Regions from separate parts of the Rattus norvegicus genome. Here region 1 is linked to region 2. The links are chromatin contacts, called in public Hi-C maps. All regions are on one chromosome and are shown on one strand. Each heading gives the region's core, a stretch centred on a gene start, on an enhancer-like site or on the middle of the called end of the contact. The rest is flanking DNA. Distances are from core to core; before and after follow the strand shown. Region 1 holds the start of Irx1 (iroquois homeobox 1). Region 2 holds the start of Irx2 (iroquois homeobox 2).

Region 1 (6,389 bases), core at 2,614-5,113, 630 kb before region 2:
TCCAGGTCGATCTCCTCGTCGTCCTCGGCCTTCTCGGGGTCGCCCTCGGTGTCGCTGCCAAAGAGGGCGCCGTCTTCCTGGTCCTTGCTGCGCGCCCCCCAAGTCACCTTGTTTTCCTTCTTGAGGCGCCGGCGCGCGTTGGCGAACCAGGTGGAGACCTGTGTGAGGGTCATCTTGGTAATAATGGCCAGCATGATCTTCTCTCCTTTGGTGGGGTACGGATTCTTGCGGTGTTCGTTGAGCCAGGCTTTCAGTGTGCTTGTGCTCTCGCGCGTGGCGTTCTTGGGCCGTCCGGGATCCCCGTATTGGAACTGGCCATAGGGATAATAAGCAGGCGTTGTGTGGGCTGCGAAGGTAGCTGGGTGTACCCCGGGGTTGTCCTTGAGTTCATACTGAGAGCCCTGGAGCAACCACAGAGCAGGAGAGAAAAGAGAAAGGAAGTGGAGAGAGAAAGAGAGAGAGATGGGGAGAGATGAGTTTCAGGGGCTAGGAAAGGAAGATCCTTGCTGCTGTGGACCCTGGGAGCACTTGATTCACCAGACTCAGAAAACAGACACACACACACACACACACACACACACACACACACACACACACCACTACTTGGAGAAAGAATCGAAGCAGCTGGAGCCTTAAACTGGATTGTAGGTTCTGGGTCTCCACTAAACAGATTTTTAAAAAAGACTGTTGTTCACTCTAGAAAAACTTCTAGAAGCTCCGGATTTTTAGAACTCAGCACCAGCCCTGCCCCTCCCCCTTCCCGAGTCTTCCCAGAACCCTTGGTCCCCAACACCACCCCTTCACAAAATTCAGATTTTCAAGTTCGTCTTACACTAGCTGGAGGGGGAAACCTTTTATGTAGGCTGATGAAACAGTTTCTCCAAAGTGAAGCACTCAGAATTCAAGGCCCCTCCCTCCCTTCCACCCTGAAGGACTCAATCAAAATAAACCATCCAAGGCACTCTTCAGTCTAAATTCACCACCAATTTAAAATGAAAGCAGAGCCCTCCTTTTGCCTCCCAAAGTAATCTGCATATAATGGTTCACTCACGCTTCGAGGTCTGTAGTGGTGACAGGTAATTGAAAATTTAATCCTGGCCATCCTCAGTAACAATGACAAAACACATTTTAAAAAAATACAAAAGGAGAGCTTATCCGGTAAAATATTAACATCAGGCCCTGGAGCCACAGGCTGCAGCTCAGGGGAACCGGTTCAGTTTCCTGGGCCTCTTCTTGGTTACTTTATCTCTTAAGTTTGACTTTGATCTGCAGCCGAGCAAACAGAAACTGTTTGCAGGCATTTAGAGGCCATGATTTATTTGCAATCAATATTCTTTTTATCATCAGTAGTAAAACACAGCAAGTCAAATTATCCCATCAGGTTTTTTGGTAAATAACATTTTATCTTTCTAACAGCCTCATTAGGCCTCATTATTACCATAAATTGCCCAGACAGACGTTCACTCACAATTTTATCTTTTGGGTTCCAAATACCGGATCCTAAAGGTTAGAAAGCTAGGCCTCTTCTGAGGGTTTGGATTTAGCTTTACTTTCCAAGAACCCGGTAGGAGACCTGGAGGTAACACAAACATCTTAGGGGAGGAATTTTATTTTCCCTTTAGTTTAAAGAGAAAACAAAATTAAACAACAACACAAACCTCCTACCGACCTTCCATACCTCACCACAATGGCAGCAGACCCCCTCCCCCACAAGCACAGAGGCAGGATTCCCAAATGGCTCACATCTGTATTCAAATTTTCAGTTAAAAATATTCGTAAAAATAATAAATAAATCACCTTTCGTCTTCCATTTTAAAAAGGATCCAGTTACCAGGTTAACAAAAACGAAGTCGGAACCCTAAAAAAGTTACTAAAAGCTTGTTTCTTTGACTAATTAATTTAGTGACCGAGGCCGCGCCTCAGAGACTTCTGTGGCCCGAATTCGTTTGAACCTCGCCATTGTAAAATGTACGTTTCGCCTTTTAAAATTATTTTAGTTGTAATAGTAAAGGAGAAATTTCGGCCTCGTCTCTGTTGGGAATTGTTTTCGAAAGGGCACCTTGTAAATCTCTCATCGCTCCCGGGGCATACTGGCTGTCTGAACAAAATGGGGGGTTGATCTTCCTGGTTGGGAAGCACCCGAAAGGCAGCTGGCCGGCCGACCACTAAGAAATAGGCTTTCTTTCTAAACTACAAGAAAAGTTCGGGAAATCGCGCTAGCCGCTTTGCTCCTGCACAATCCATCCTTTAAGGGGATCTGGTCTGGTCTGTTTTCCCAGGGACTGGATAATTCGGGGTTCTTGGAAATTGCCCTATCCAGAAGATAGCAGGGCGGCAGGGGACTGCCTCCCAAAATCCCGCGCCCGCCTTGCACTTTGCCAGCGGCCTCAAGTTTAAGCAGTCCGACCTTTCAGTCAAACCAAGAAAAATTGATCGGTGGAAAGGACAGACTGGCCAATACTCCTGTGGAGAATTAAATTCACACACACACACACACACACACACACACACACACACACACACACACCCATCTGACACCCACTGGGACAGGAGATGGGAAAGCACCATTTATTTTAATCACTGGGACACTGTTCCTTTAACTCTCCCTTATGTAACGCGGGAAGAAAAGTGCTTTTCTTTCGGCTCAAATGAAAAGGAAAGTTTGGCAACTTACGAAAGTAAAAGCAAACACCGTTTCGGTAACCAGAATTTATGTCAACTTAGTATTTCTTAACCGGGATCCCGATCCCTATGGTGCCTACACACGCCATTAAGAGACCTCTCTGCTCCGCGGACGTCTATTGTTTGTTGGGATGTTTTTGACGGACTCCGCTAGATTTAACCGGTTCCCTTTGGCAAAGTTCAGGGCAACTACCTCTGCTCTGCCAAAGAGGGAGAAGGAAGGTCTTCTGGGCCCAAGAGAAAGCTCTTGCAGCGCTCAGGCGAGGCCAGCCGCCAGGCCAGAGCAGTGTGACTAAAGCGGCCCTGGCTGCGGGGGCCCGGCGGGCCTGCCCTGTCGCACAGAGGCGCCTGGCGGTTTTGCCCGGACCTCCAGCGCCTGCCGCGCTCTCAGGCCTGCTCTCGGGTTTCTCTCTACTAGCGCACAACCCTTTCAGGATCGGGTCTTCAACCCCCAAGACTGCAGTGGTCACTGCCTGTGCCTCTGGGCATTCCCCAGTCCCGGGGGAACGAGGTCTCCGCCACCGGATCCCCTGTGCAGGACCCCTTTTGCTCTTTTTTCCAGACACTGCCTGCGGGTCCTCTGTTTCTCTGCTCGGCCAACCGCTCCCGCTGTCCCTGGGCGCCGTGATCTCCCGTGGGTGCGGGTCAGGAGGACGCGCGGGAGGCGGGAGCACTCACCATCTGTGAGAAGAGGCTGAGGTCCGCGGCATAGGGCAGAAAGGCGCTGTAGTTGGGTGCGCCCGCGTACGGTCCCGCCGCGGCATACATGCCCAGCACCGAGGTGACCGCGGCCGCTCCGGCGCCCGCTCCCAGCTCTGCAGTCCCCGGCCGACCCGACGAGGCGGCGGCTGCAGCAGCCGCGGCCGCAGCCAGCATCCCAGGGCGCTCTCCACCGTAGGCGCCCGGGCCCGCGGCGCTTAGGTATTGCGGGTAGCCCAGCTGCGGGAAGGACATGTCCGCGGGCTTGGCGGTGGTGGAGGGCACCCTAACTGCGCGGGCAAAGAGACTGGCTGTCGATCCGAGGAGGCGCGGCTCTGGGGCTGCGGGCGGCGGGCCGGGCGCGCTCCGGCCGGCCCGGGGGCGGGGGCCGCTCGCTGTTCCTCAGCCCAGTGCTGGTTGGCGGCGCCCGGCTGCGCCCGGATCCGAGATCGCGCGCCGACTGCGGCGGCCGCCCTCCGCTCGGCGGCCGGGCTCTCAGACACAATTTGAAGTTGATGCTTTGATTGGCATCCCCTTGAGCACAGGCCCCGCCCCTGGCTCCCCTCCCGCCCCCTCCCTGCCTCCAGCCCGCCCTCGCTGGCCGCTCCCGCCCCTCACGGCGAGCACGTGGTGCCCCGCGCCCGCCGGGCCACCTCCTCCTCCGGTGGGCGCGCGCGGCCCGTCTGCTGGTTTAGGTCCGGAGGCCTCAGGCTTCATCCCAACCAGCCCCCGCGGCTTTTGACAACCTGTCGACACCGGTTTACAGCTGTCTGACACCCGGTTTTGCATCCGAGATCTGTTCCCCCACCTCCTTTTAACAAAAGCAACTCCGGGATTGCGTTTCCACAGCTGGGGTGGCAGGGAGAGAGGCCTGGGGCCAGGGGACAGTCTATAGCGAGCAGCCTCTCCTCTGTGGCTGGCGTTGCAACACCTCCGTGGGACATATTTGGCTGAAGTGTTCGGATAAATCAACGCTTGGCTCGACACCTCTGATACAGGGTGCTTCGTCTCCCTGGCCCCACTTGCTATTAACAGATCCTCTGGAAATCGCTGACCCCCTTGCTCTTGGGGAAGCGGGATGTGGCCGTGCTCTGTCGGTTCCTCCAAATATAAAAACTTCGAAAACGGGCAAGCCAGCCGAGAAATCACTGTCTAGTAGCGGAGAGATCCTAGAGGGAGGGGAAAGGAAGTGTAGGAAGGAACGGACCTTCGCAAGGTAAAGGGAGGATTGAATCTTGCCGATAGTTACATCTTTGTTCCAGCTTTGGAGAAGCCTGCATGGCCTGGGTGCCCGCGTTTATCCACTAGGTGTGCAGACTGGGAGCGCCAACTTGTGTGGAGCTCAGGTACCTGAGGCCTGAGGCGGCGCTGCGACTAGCCAGTAGGACAGGACAGCCATCAGTCCGCTGGCCTTGAGCTCCCCACCCCTGACTCCTCTGCCCAGTTTCTATCTCAGAGGCAGGGAGAATGAGAACTAGACAGTGTGAAAGCCAGCAGCAGTTATGTGGCCTAGGACAGGAGGCTGGCTGCTCTGTTCTCCGGGCAGACTTGGAATGTACCTTCCTCTCTTATACAGCAGGGCCAGCCAGAGAAAGATGCTTCTGTGCTGGGTTCCCTAGATTGCTATTGGAAGTTCAGAACTGCTAGTGCCACATTTCTTGCTGCTGCCTATAATGTGGCATATGTCTGAGAGTGTCACATCACATCATCATTCAATCATGCAGAGAGCTTCACCCTCAGAGTCTAATGCCAGACTTAGAGAATTAAGAGGTACAGGGGCAGGCTTGACAGAGAGCCCCAACATGCACACTGAAATGCTGTTTTTAGTGCCATCAGGACCCTGGACACCAGCTAAAGCCCACTTGCTTGCCTGGAGTTCCAAACTCCTGCAACATCAGAAAGTCCTCCTCCCTATAGGTCTTGAAATCAGACACTGAAGGTTGCCTGTAATTAGCCACAATACAACTGGTAAAAGTAGTTACTAATTACCAGCAGGAAAATCAGGCTTCATTTCTCTCCTCTGGTTCAGGGCTTCTTACTTGTTCAGGCTGTTCACTCCATAAGAGCCTACATACTTCATACCTCCCAACCCCCAGGAACCTCAGGAACTGCTTTTCTGCTTGGATTTAGTCTGGAGGTTACCCTGAGGGAACTCCCTGATGTTCTAGCTTATGAAGTTCCTAATCATGACCTCTTCCCGGTTCCCAGCTCGGCAGCCATCTTGTAACCAGAATCTTAGGATCCTATCTTACATCCTCCAAACAAATACATCACTTCATTCTAGTGAATAGCGGACCTGACCATTGTTCTTGCTCAGTGAACCACTCACTTCAGGTGACAGGTAAAGGCAGGAAAGATAAGACCTGAGCAAGGAGGTGGGAAGTCTTCCAAATACATCTCCCTGCCAGTATGCAGTGGCAGAGGGTCACCAGCCTGTCATCACTCCCCACAACTGCTTGCTTGACTTGCAGGTGTTGGGTCACTTGCCTTAGGTCTATTAGACCTCTTAGGAAGGGGATTGGGGAGGAACTGGGGGTAATTTATTCTCACCCCCCACTGGACCAGCAGTGTGACTTCTCCCTCTATGTAGGTTGACTGCACCAAAGACAGGAAATGGGTGGAAACTACAAGATAATTTGAGAGATGCGGCTGGGCAGACTGGATGGCAGCAAGGGTATGGACTAGGTTGGTGAGGTGTAGGAAAGTTAACTGCTCTTTGCTATAGATCAAGCTGCAAGAAAGACACTTGTGCTTAAACCCAGTTCTGGAAGGGGCTAGTAGAGCCTCCTTTCTTTCTCCTTGGCTCCTCACCCAGAAGCTTGAACCTCTAGTAGTGGGGAGCAACAGGGAGGTGAAGACAGCAACGTAGGGAACACAAGAACAGTCATAAAATTACCCACAAATCTCCAGCTGGAGGGGATGCCTGAGCAGAAGCTGGAAATTCTCATGTCTCTGGAAAATTGGGGCCAAGATGTTGATGGCATCTGTAATATGCGGGAGGAAGGTTT
Region 2 (6,641 bases), core at 1,829-4,328:
TGGGCCTTCAAAACCATCTTCGTACTCAGAAAGATCTTCCTCTTCTGGCCTTAATATTTGGTCCGCCAGTGGACTCCACGGAAAACGGGGCAGCTTGAAAGAATCGCTAGCCAGAGCCAACTCTAAATATTTCTGTCTTTGCCTACGTGAGGGCAACAATAGCATAGTTTGTTTTTTAACTCCACTGTATACGTGAGGGAGGGTCCCACAGGCTGAGTAACTGTCACAGGTGAGGGCTTTCTAAGCAATTAACGATTTCACCAGATTCCTAAGAGATATCTGAACTCCCCTCCTACATGAAACACAACATCCAGGACTCTTTTGAAACTGAAAACCAAGAGCAGTTTGAGGTAACCCTGTCACCCCAGTAGCAGTGAGGGTTGTCTGCCCAGGCCCTCTCTACACTTGGAAAGTAAATTTCCCTCATTGACATTTGGGGGGGGGGTGTTTTTTAAAGATTAAGGCAACTTTAACCTAAGAGAAGTAAAAAATAGGCTTTTCCAGAGTTTAGGAACATTCGTGTAAACCAGAGTTTAAATGCCCCAAAAACAATGGGAACTCACAAGTTAATGTCCCTGTATAGGCATTTTAATTTGCCACAGTCACTGCCAATAAAATCAGCATGTAGTCAGATTCGACTGTTTAATTGTACAAGGTAGGCTGTTTTTATTAGTAATAGAAAGCAGGATGGACATTTTAAATTTTCGTGGAAGATATTTCATGGAGGAAATACAGAGGGGCCTTGGTCTAGATGGGTTGTGCCAAGCAATAGGGTTGCACTTTCTTGATGTCCATGGGCACAAGGAGACAAAGTCAAGCACACTTGTCTGGTTATGTAATTAATTAATGTCTGAATCAGCTGAATATAGGGACAAGGACCTGCTCCGTGCTACTGATATGTGTGTGTATATATACATATGCATACACACACATATATATGTATGTATGTATGTGTGTGTGTGTGTGTGTGTGTGTGTGTGTGCTGCTTTCTCCTCCATACCTGGCATAGGTCAGGAGGAAAAGGTAGGGCAAATCCCATTGAAATTGAAACCAGGGTAGAAAACTAATCTTTAGAAAAGATTAAAATCTGAATCATTCCCCGGATAAAAATTAGATGCTTCATATAAAAAGTTGAAACCAATTTAATTGGAAGATACTATGTGCCTCAGTCTGACCTGTGGTATTTTGTTATCCAGTACAGGAGTTCTCACTGAGGGCCCCTTCCCAAAAGAATTCCCTTCCTGTGAAAACAAAAATGTCTGAATAAACTGATTTGGCTCCACCCAGTTGCTCTGTACTGGGGTGCTAGGGTGGTGACCTCTTCCTTTCCCTTCTCCTCCCTCCCTCCCCCTCCCTCTCCCCCAATGAGGATGCCCCACCCAGGGTCTGCACTGTAGGCCCAAGGTATAATGGGAGGTTGGCTGTGCCTGTGCGTAGGTACTGAGACTGCTGAAAAGGGCTCAGAAGGTCTGCAGGATGTGTGGTGGTGGCAGTTTGAGTAGAATGCCTGGAAAGTACCTACCAAAAGTGATAAACTTGCCTGCCTGCCTGCCAACCAAAGGCTCTGGAGAAACTATCTCCGTCAGTACAATTGATTCCTGGTTCCCTGGGACAAGACAAAACTCAAGCCCGGCCCGCCCGCCGACTACAGCATTCATTGGATGTCACGGATCTGGCTGCCGCAAGAGCTGGAGCGCCACAGCCCAGGCCTACGCAGAAGCCAGGCGCTCGCAGGAGGGAGAACTCTGACGCCCTCTACTAGCTTCAGAACCCACTGAGGTTAGAATGGCTGCAGATCTGAGCTCAGGCACGCGCCCCAGCCGGCGTCGTCCTTGTGCTCTATGGAGCAAGCTTGAAGGAGACACCTGTTGGGCGGGCGCCCCCTCCCGGGCCAGCTCACACCTGACCCCTACGAGTCCCAAGCGCCACCCATTGACGCTCCTTCACATCCAGTGTACCAGAGCCCTCCCTGGCCACCCAGGACCCTCACTTGGGGAAAAGGGAGCAGGTGCGAGCAAAAAAAGTTTAAAGGCTGGGTCCCTCGGGCCCTCAGGACCCGCGAGTCAACTACCGGACTTCGGGTGACCTGAACCACCACACGATTGGCCCATATCCCTTCGAGAAGTGGCAGTGGATACTCTAGCAAAGTCAGTCAGTTCTCCTGGCAGGAGCCTCCCCCAAATTCGAACACGCATTCAACTTAACCAAAGAAAACAAAAACTCTTTGGGGACCAGAAGGGCGTTTTTTGAAGCGAGTCACTCACTGACAGTGTTCCAGACGCTAACAGACATGATGTTCCTAACACCGCCTGAAATCTTCTCTGTGGACTTGGGTAGAAACCTCATCTCGGGGCCTCCCACAGCTTCAAACCGAAACGCTCAGATTCCGGGTGGATGCTTGGCAGCCCAGGCGCCAGGAGCAGGAGACCAGACGCGAGGCCAATTGGGCAGCCTTAGCCTTGAGGACAGGCGGACAGAGGACTGTAGAAGTGGGACGGCCCGGCAACTCTGCAGGTGTCTCCACACTGCCCTCCAGCTCCCTGCGGCGTCTGCACTGGACACGGGATGCGACCTGGGCCGCTATCTTCTGGGTGGCAGGGTGTCCGATCCGTACGTTCCCCCAGGTGGATCGGACCTGGCCCGACTGCAGGAGGCCTTTGCTCGACCAGAGCTAGTCCAGCAAGAGCGCCGGCAGTGCCCGGATAGGGCCCCGGGAGGTGGCTGGGCCGAGGCGGGAGCCGGCGGCCGGGTGCGAGGACGTGGCTGAGAGGACGTGCCAGTGGGAGGGGGTGAGCGCTACGCCCAGTTTGGCCAGGCCGGGCTTCAACGCTGCCGGCTGCGGGCCGGGGCGGGAGCGGAGAGAGGCGGCTGCGCGACAAAAGCCTGCACGTCCCTCCCTCCAGCCTCTGGCTGCCACTCCTCCGCCTTCCCCTCCACTTCCCTCCCCTCCGCTCTCTGCCCCTCCCCCGGCCTCTGCGGGGCTTCGGCGGCGGGCGGAGCAGGGGAGGGGCGGGCACCAGAATATGCAGATGAGGGTGTGACGGACAGCTCGGCGTTCCAATGTCCCTCGGAAACTCGAGCGCTCCTTCCTCAACTCCTCACTCCTGACTGCAGACTCCCCCAAATCCCGACCGCCGGCCTGGCGCGCGGCTGCGCCCACCGGCTCCGCTCTGCTGCCGCCGCCGCCGCCCCACCGATCCGCCAGCCCCGCGCCCAGCTAGCGCCCTCCAGTCCAGCCTGCCCCGACCCACGGCCCCGGTGCGCCCCGGCCGGGCGTGGATGGAGGGCGCCGCGCGCGCTGCCCGCTGCTCCGTGTGACGCGGGCCCTGCGCCCGGCGCCCACCATGTCCTACCCGCAGGGCTACCTGTACCAAGCGCCCGGCTCGCTGGCGCTCTACTCGTGCCCCGCGTACGGCGCGTCCGCGCTGGCGGCGCCGCGCAGCGAAGAGCTGGCGCGCTCGGCTTCGGGCTCCGCGTTCAGTCCGTACCCCGGCTCAGCGGCCTTCACAGCGCAGGCGGCCACCGGCTTCGGCAGCCCGCTGCAGTACTCGGCCGACGCTGCCGCCGCCGCCGCTGCCGGCTTCCCGTCCTACATGGTAACCGCTTTGGGGTGGGGGCTGGGGAGACCGGGACCGGGGTGTAGGTTTAGCCGGGTGCTAGGAACGGGACGCGGGCGGCGGCTCCAAAGTCACCAGCACCCGCTGCCGCACTAAACAAGAGATGGGACTGACCGGCAGAGCTCGTAGGCTGATTTCCCTTGAGCCCGGGCGAAGTGCTACTCTACCCGTGCCTGGGCCACGAGTTAGCTCTAATTCGCGCTTGCGGATTGCTGGGGCTGAGAAATCGGTCGTCTGATCTCCGCGTGGTTCCGAGCCGAGGGCCATCGCTGCCCAGGCCTCTAGGGCCAATGCTGCCAGGTTTGGGTTTCTTGGCCTGACTGGTACTGGCGGGGTCATGGGGTGTGTAGGGGGGGGGGTGTGCGCGTGAGCCTGTGGCTGCTGCCCTAGACCCAGGCCGAAGCTCTGTAGTCTTGGCCTTTCTCTGTCTCGCCAACCCGGCTTTCAGGAAAAAAAAAAATATTAAAAATGTGTTAACGGGTTTGGGACCCGCTAAATGCTGCCAGAGTTCGTACTTGGCCTATGGGCTCCAGCTCCAGAGATCCGGGATCTGCCTGAGTATCTCTTGAGTCCTGAGAATGGGCCCTGCCAATGCTGGTCCTGGCAGTTTTGGGGGCGTGTGAAGACATTGTGTATGGGGGGAGGGGGTCTGCTCTAGGTGGAATTCCCTGGGTAGGAACCAGGCCTTGGGAGAAGGTTACCAACGTGTGGTAGTTAAACGTTAGAGGATGAATTAAAATGCTAATTACTACGTAGTTGAAGAATTGGAAACGCTGACTGGCTTCTGAGTTGCAAATTGGATTTACACTGCTTCAGAGGGTGAATAGCGGAGTGGGGTTGCGAAGTATCTTTTTAAAGCTACATAAAGGAGGGGAGGGGGGAGGAGCAGCGCGGCAAGCCTCAGATGAAATTTAGATATAAAAAAGCTACTTGCAGAACTGCGGGACTATCCAAAAATTATGTTCGTTAGACATTTTTCGCGCTACTCGGGAAACTATGCCGTTTCAGAAAAAAATAAGGTGTTAAAACAAAATTCTAGAATCAAATAGCAATAGTTTTGTTTTTCAACAGCGAGCCTTGTGTTTCTCTGATTCTCTGACTGATGAAAGGTTTCCAACCCAGAGAAACCTAGCAGGAGAGGCAGCAGGGGGCCAACGGAGGGTCGCCTTGAGGGTGACGCCTGAGGGCCCCATGCACCCTTCACTCACAGGCTGTTGTGGGTTCCAGGGCTCGCCATACGACACGCACACCACCGGAATGACTGGCGCCATCAGTTATCACCCATATGGCAGCGCGGCCTACCCATACCAGCTTAACGACCCCGCGTACCGCAAGAACGCCACGCGGGACGCCACTGCCACACTGAAAGCCTGGCTCAACGAACACCGCAAGAACCCGTACCCCACCAAGGGAGAGAAGATCATGCTGGCCATCATCACCAAGATGACCCTCACGCAGGTTTCCACCTGGTTCGCCAACGCGCGCCGGCGCCTCAAGAAGGAGAACAAAATGACCTGGGCCCCGAGGAACAAAAGCGAAGACGAGGACGAGGACGAGGGAGATGCTTCCAGAAGCAAGGAGGAGAATCCAGACAAGGCACAGGACGGCACAGAGACCTCCGCGGAGGACGAAGGTGAGCAGGGCAGCAGTCGGTGCGAAGGCTCAGGGAGCTTTCTTCCCAGGCGGGCTGAGGTTTGGGGCAAACACTACGCACCTGTCACTCAAGGAGACCTAGGCCTAGCAAATGGATTTGGGTTGGGGAGTCACCGGGTTTTGCGGAGATGCTGGGCCACGTTTAATGCTGCCTCGGGTGAGGTGCGGAGTCATGGGAAGGCCGGTGCAGAATGTAGGGAGGATGGGAGTGCGGTGTTCCCGCTGGCCCAACTTTCTGCCCACCGTCCTCGCGTCCCCACAGGGATCAGTCTACACGTCGACTCGCTCACCGACCACTCGTGCTCGGCGGAGTCAGATGGGGAGAAATTGCCCTGCCGCGCCGGGGATCCCTTGTGCGAATCGGGCTCTGAGTGTAAGGACAAGTTTGAGGACCTGGAGGATGAGGAGGACGATGAAGACGAGTGCGAGCGGGATCTGGTGCCGCCCAAGCCCGTAACCTCCTCGCCCCTCACCGGCGTGGAGGCACCCCTGCTGAGCCCGGCGCCCGAAGCCGCGCCGCGCGGTGGTAGCGGTGGCAAGACGCCCCTAGGCAGCCGGACGTCGCCTGGAGCGCCGCCGCCTGCCAGCAAGCCCAAGCTGTGGTCGCTGGCCGAGATAGCCACGTCGGACCTCAAGCAACCAAGCTTGGGCCCAGGGTGCGGGCCTCCGGGTCTGCCCGCTGCCGCCGCGCCTGCCTCGTCTGGGGCCCCTCCGGGAGGCTCGCCCTACTCTGCTTCGCCGCTGCTGGGCCGCCACCTCTATTACACGTCCCCTTTCTATGGCAACTACACAAACTACGGGAACTTAAACGCAGCGCTCCAAGGCCAGGGCCTTCTGCGGTACAATACCGCGGCCTCCTCACCAGGCGAGACACTGCACGCCATCCCAAAGGCGGCCAGCGACGCGGGCAAGGCGGGCTCGCATTCGCTGGAGTCCCACTACAGGCCTCCGGGCGGCGGCTACGAGCCCAAGAAAGGTAGGCTGCCTGAGGCCCGCGGGGAGGGATCCTGGTGAATCAGAACTAGCTAGAAACCTGGGAATGGGCACCGGGGGTGTGAGACCTTTGGCAAACTTAGCCTTTTCTCAGACCCAGAATTTGGGAGGCCAGTGTGGGGAGGCCGGTTGAAGAGTGAAGGCAAAAAAGGGCTAGCCCTATTTTTAGGTCTATCCTGCTTTATTTACTCTTTATTTAATTTACTGTTAATATTATAATTGTAACTATTTTGTTTTGGCAAACTTATTGGCAGGAAATGCAATCTGTCCTTGATCCCTGGTGGGTGTAGTCTTTCTTCTGTGGTGTTGGTTAAAAGTGGACCTTAGTGGGATTCTGTCTGCCTTTGGCTCAAGGAGAGCACAGGTTCCAGGAACTCT

The links. Hi-C and Micro-C count contacts between places; a contact is called where the count stands out from the background.
Region 1: a contact with region 2 is called in a Hi-C map of kidney, with 7 times the contacts expected there. The contact joins the promoter of Irx1 here to the promoter of Irx2 in region 2. A contact is called at or near these places in 7 of 12 Hi-C or Micro-C datasets (frontal cortex, kidney, liver and 2 more) and 1 of 1 datasets of contacts at active chromatin or transcription factors (oligodendrocytes).

The regions. Positions count from the first base shown.
Region 1 is chr1:33,120,596-33,126,984 of GRCr8, reverse strand. It overlaps Irx1 (iroquois homeobox 1), which reads right to left and starts at 3,863. Exons shown (of 4, transcript NM_001107331.2): 1 at 3,361-3,863; 2 at 1-401. The coding sequence starts at 3,636.
Region 2 is chr1:32,491,367-32,498,007 of GRCr8, reverse strand. It overlaps Irx2 (iroquois homeobox 2), which reads left to right and starts at 3,078. Exons shown (of 5, transcript NM_001039505.3): 1 at 3,078-3,596; 2 at 4,845-5,250; 3 at 5,533-6,246. The coding sequence starts at 3,345.